Linked DNA regions of Anas platyrhynchos: region 1 is linked to region 2. The links are chromatin contacts, called in public Hi-C maps. All regions are on one chromosome and are shown on one strand. The core of a region is the stretch at or near the end of the contact, and the rest is flanking DNA. Distances in the headings are between cores, read along the strand shown. Region 1 has its middle 76 kb from the start of UBE3A. Region 2 overlaps ATP10A (ATPase phospholipid transporting 10A (putative)).

Region 1 (2,700 bases), core at 188-2,687, 62 kb after region 2:
TATAAATTTTTTACCCTACTTTGCATTCTGCCCGAGAGAGTAAGTCACAAAGATGGCACCTCCCATCTCATCCCAAATTCCTCTGCAAATTATATCCCACTTCCTGAAGCAGAAGCAGATTTCCACCTCGGCAAACCAGACAGCTGTGTCCTGAGGTGATGGTTTACATCCATGCAGAAAACCAGCACAAGAACTCAGGGGCCATTAAAGCCTGCAGAAGGGTCATGAGGACTTGGACTGTTGGATGAAACTGCCTGCTTGAGCACAGGCCTCTAGATAGGTGACATTTATTCCCCAAGATAAATCATATAGGCAGGCAGTGTGATCTGAAGCCAGGGGGAGCGCAGGATGAGCAGTGATGCTGTACAGTAAAACAAGCAGATGGACTCCTCTGGCAGACGGACTACCCAGGCATACACAGGATTTTACCAGTTTCTGGGGCTGGAGATGAGCACTGGGACACTTTCCCCACATCCAAGGCACGGAGTGTGATTCTCCTCTCGTGAGTCCTTGTGCCAGAGGACAGGAAATAACCCTCAGGGTCCTGGTTAAGAAAACCCCTGCATTTCATCCTGACCATATAGAGCAGGGTTAGGCCATAAGCAAAAACTTCTTAATTAGCTAGTGTATTAGGTTTACATTGCAAGGTTTTGGAAGTGAGGGGCTGCAGGGGTGGCATCTGTGTGAATAGCACAAAAGATGCACCATGTTAGACAAGGGCCAGTTTCTGCTGGCTCCAAAGATACCCTCCACTGGCCAGAGCTGAGCCAGGGAGCAATGCTGGGTGGGACACTGGGAGAGCAGGTTTAGAAAAGGGGAAAAAAAAAAAAAAAAAAAGGAAAAGAAAAAAAAAAAAAAAAAAACACTGCTGCACAACAGCAGCTGGGAGAGAGGACATGAGAGAAGAAACAGCCCTGCAGACCGCAAGGTCAGTGCAGGAGGGCAGGAGGAGCTCCAGGCAGGCAGCAGCAGTTCCCCTGCAGCCTGTGGAGAGGCCCCTGGTGGAGCAGGCTGTCCCCCTGCAGCCCATGGGTCCCACATGGAGCAGATCTCCACGCTGCAGCCCCCCCATGGGTGGAGGAGCCCCCGGTGGAGCAGGTGGATGTGGCCTGGAGGAGGCTGCGGCCCATGGAGAGCCCCCGCAGGAGCAGGCCCCGGGCCGGAGCTGCAGCCCGTGGAGAGGAGCCCACGCAGGAGCAGGGGTCTGGGGGGAGCTGCTGCCCACCCTTGGGGGACCCGTGCTGAAGCAGTTTGCTCCTGGGGGATGGATGGACCCCGTGGTACAGAGCCGTGTGGGAGCAGTGCTTGAGGAGCTGCTGCCTGTGGGCAGCCCCCACGGGCTCAGTTTGGGAAGGACGGCATCCCGTGGGAGGGACCCCATGTGGAGCAAGGGCAGGGAGTGGCCATGAAGGAGCGGTGGAAACAAAGCGTCAGGGACTGACCACAGCCCCCATTCCCCATTCACCTGTGTCACTTGGGGATTGGGAGGGTAGAAGAGAGTGGATGGGGCAAAGGAGTTTTTAGTTTGTTTTTTGTTTGTTTGTTTGTTTGTAACTGCTCTAGCTTTTTAGTAATAGGTAATAAATTATATTAATCTCCTTATGCTGAGTCTGTTTTGCCTGTGACAATAACTGTTGAGTGATCTCCGTATCCTTATCTCAACCCGTGAGTCTTTTCCATTGTGTTTTCTCCCCCTTTCCCTCTGAGGAGGGGGAATGAGAGAGCATGGGGGGGAATGTGGTGGAGCTCAGCTGCTTGACTGGGTGAAACTACCACAGCCAGTCACTAACAGAGTGGGTGATACTAATAAAGGGAGGACTAAAGGCCTTTTGTGCGCTTTTCTGAGGTTTGATGAGTTGTTTTACAGATGGGGATAGAGACGCAGAGAGCCCCTTATCTTTGACATTAACACTGAGAGATAGCAACGTGTCACAGGGATACTAATTCAGCAAGGATAACCTTGCAAAAGGAAAGACAGCAAATAGAAGAATTGCATGAATGTTCAAAGCACAAGCAAAAATTAAGGATTAGTTTATAGGCACAAGGTTGTACACTATTTTTTCTGTTAAACACTCAGCAATGACTTCTCAGTGTGACATCAGCTTTATATCAAGGCCAAACAAAGACAAACACTGCAAAACACAGGCAGGATTACTATTTTTTCAGAGCCTACTCTTTGTGACAGGTTAAGCCATAATTTTGCTGTAACTCATTCCATCCCTGAAGTTGCTGACATTTATTATGGTGCTTTGAAGCATTGGTATACCCAAGGATTTTGAAACATTAGATTTGGCATGCCACATTAGTTCATCAGCTCCTTCCACAGCAAATCCACAATGTGGTGGCTGAGGGCATGGCAGCTGCATGGTGCCAAAACCTGACCTGCCCTCCAAAGCCCTATATTTTGTTAGCAGGTGCACTGAGCCCCTGTTAGCTGTGTCCATCCATTAAAGGAGCAGAAATGTTGCCTGTAGTTGATTGTCTAACTACAAGGAAACAGAGATGTGGCAAATGTGAGACACCAACATAGTCCTACAGTGGGTGCAAGTCGCAAGAGGAGGTCTCAAAGGACTCCCATACATGTGGATGATGCTCTCTGTGAATGGTTCCTGGGAGAGGTGAGCACCCAAAGGAATAAGAATAAAATCCCAAGGATTTAGTAGACAGCTGCTTCCTTGAGAAAAGAACAAACAGAAGAGG
Region 2 (2,700 bases), core at 193-2,692:
CTATTAGAAATACAGAAGAAGTTGCAGGAATTGTAATCTACGCAGGTAAAAGTTGTTTTTCGGTCTGACTATGCATACTGTCTCTCCATAGTTTCCTTGAAACACTAACAGAAATCCCTATTACATCATTTAATGCAATTGCTTTTGCAGGGCATGAGACCAAAGCTTTATTAAATAATAATGGACCCCGTTACAAGCGCAGTAAGCTTGAAAGACAGATGAATGCTGATGTCCTTTGGTGTATCCTCATACTTTTAATCATGTGTCTGTTTTCTGCCATTGGTAAGTACTCTTTAAAAATAGAAACTTAAGTATCAGGCTCACTTGGGATTCATGTACTTAGCTATACCAAGAATATGTGTATATGCCAGAGCATGAAATCCATATAGCTGCCTCCATACTATCCAATTTTGGTTGTGTTTCCTTGAAATCAAGATGTTTTGATACACAGTCCCATTTAAATAGTTTCTTAGTATCAATCAAATATATGCTATTAGTACCAGAGATCTGAATGTGTAGATTTTACCACCTCCAAAAATGTCAAGTCAAAAAGAAGCCACTTTATAAGCAGTGCCCTCAAAATTACAGGTGGTAGAGCATAACATGCCATTAATCAGTCAACAAAGTAATTTATGAGCAGAGAATAAACATAATTAGCACAGTTCTATTCCCCAGTACTGTTTATTAAATCAAGGGCACAGCGTACAACATTTATGCACTGTCCCTAAGGCGGCAGCTTTAAACCCAAAGAAATACATAAAAGTCTAAATCTGCATAAATCCAATTAGAAAACCCTCTAGACTTCCTGGAGTGTTTAAGGAAATGCTGAGGTTCAGGTTAATACTCTGCAGGCTGTTTTTCTATTCACTTGTGAGAAAGAATTGAGTTTTACATTTGGCACTCAAAATGATTGTTAATATATTGCATATGAATTCCATATCCTTCATGTTTGTGTGTTCTCTAATGTTTGTGTGTGAGTCATGCTGCAGAAACACCAGAATGTTTCCTAACAACCACCGTGGAGTTTAATAACAATCCTTTGCCTTTTTAATAAGTCTCAGTGTGCCTTTTTCCAGGTATTGTTAAATACTGCTTAAAGATGAGTTTTTCCAGCTGTGAATCAGTCAGGGTATTTGTTTCCACTGAGTTCAAGACACTCGTGTGTAGCATCTCAGCATGGGGGAGAAGTGCTGCAGTGGGCTTAATTGCAGGGAGTCCCTGCCTGCAGCTGTCCCCTCTGCCACTGCAGCAGAGGCGATGTCCCCAGAGCAGTGGCAGCAGGCTGTGTGCCACCGTGGCTTCACTACAGCTGTGACTCCTGGGCTGCATGAATGCAAATGGGAGGAGGTGGCACACGGTAGATGACACACGTGGCATCATCCGCTCTGGCACATCTGCTCTGAGGACAGAAACCACCAGCAGAGGGCCAAAGCAAACCGCTGGAGGTGGTAGCAGCCACATAAAGCTGGGAAGAGGTTTGCTCGAGTGCTTCAAAACCAGAGGTGCCTGGTGCTTCAGGCGTGCAAAGCTGCGTTCTGTAAGAGTCAGGCAACTTCTGTGCCTCCTGTTAAGACAGTGTAAGTGGAGGAAATCTGAATCAGGATATTTATAAAACAAGTCTTGATGTAGGTCATTCTAAGTGTGGGAGTTCAATTTTTGCTCTCAAGAATAAAAATATAGACATCAGTCCGATGATATGCTCGTATTGGTAGCACAAGGACAAAACAGTTTTCTTACTTGGCTTAAGTATTGTTTTTATTTTTCAAGAGTTCAATGCTGTTTTATTGTATCAAGATATAAAGGAAAGTGTAAAACCTAGTAAAATGTGCCTTTCAAAAGATTACTTTTAAAGTAGGCCTTTGTCCTCTTCTGCTGATTTTTAACATGCTGTGAAGATAATTTGAAGGCATATTATGGTGGGGGAATTATACTTTGGTTTTAACCCTAAAACATCAGGCAAACCACTTTAGGTCTTTTGGGGGTCTTCCAGAAGATACTGGCTGCAAATCCTAGCACTCTACTTAAAAAGGCAACTTTCTATCTTTAACAAGAATGTGCTTTTCCCAAAATAATAATATCCTTATTTTTATGTAGTTACCAGCATGATCGATAAAAAAAGGCTTTTGGCAAGACTCTAAATTTCTTCTGTTCTTAGTTCCTCAGCTTCACTGCTGTTGGCTCTGCTGCTACTCAAAGCTTAAACTAATAATTTAGACTAGCCAGATTGCTTGTTTTGGATAAAGTTACATGAAGTGACTCTTAAATGCCGTCCTTAATGCCAAACAAATACCTTTCCAAAATCTGAAGCCCCTGTAAAAATAATAATTAATAATAATAATAATAATAATAATAATAATAATAATAATAATAATAATAATAATAATAATAAAGTCTTTGGGACCACTTTCAAGACAGAGAGAGTAGCTGAAAACAAGTATCAATTTCCTGTGTAACTCATCTCACTCATCTCTAAGGACAAATTTGTATCATAAACCTTTTTTTGAGTTACTATGGATTTTTCTCTCTTTCAACTCTTCTACAGGTCATGGACTATGGGTATGGCAATATGGTGAGAAGAAGAAACCAGTTTTTGATGTTCCAGGGCCTGATGGCAAATACTTGTCTCCTGTTTTAGCTTCCGTGTATTTATTTCTGACAGCGATCATAGTTTTTCAGGTATGTGAGTTGTATATAACGTCA

What was found. Hi-C and Micro-C count contacts between places; a contact is called where the count stands out from the background.
Region 1: a Hi-C map of liver shows a contact between it and region 2, with 4 times the contacts expected there. The contact joins two enhancer-like sites. A contact is called at or near these places in 3 of 8 Hi-C or Micro-C datasets (liver, skeletal muscle and subcutaneous adipose tissue).

What each region holds. Positions count from the first base shown.
Region 1 is chr1:139,166,309-139,169,008 of IASCAAS_PekinDuck_T2T, forward strand. No RefSeq gene overlaps it. Among named protein-coding and RNA genes, the nearest start is that of UBE3A, 76 kb to the right of the region's middle. Within about 2 kb of position 1,438, at least 1 of the 8 cell types and tissues checked has an H3K27ac peak or open chromatin away from gene starts, as enhancers often do.
Region 2 is chr1:139,104,254-139,106,953 of IASCAAS_PekinDuck_T2T, forward strand. ATP10A (ATPase phospholipid transporting 10A (putative)) reads left to right here. Exons shown (of 21, transcript XM_038173183.2): 4 at 1-45; 5 at 151-282; 6 at 2,543-2,676. Among named protein-coding and RNA genes, the nearest start is that of ATP10A, 70 kb to the left of the region's middle. Within about 2 kb of position 1,443, at least 4 of the 8 cell types and tissues checked have an H3K27ac peak or open chromatin away from gene starts, as enhancers often do.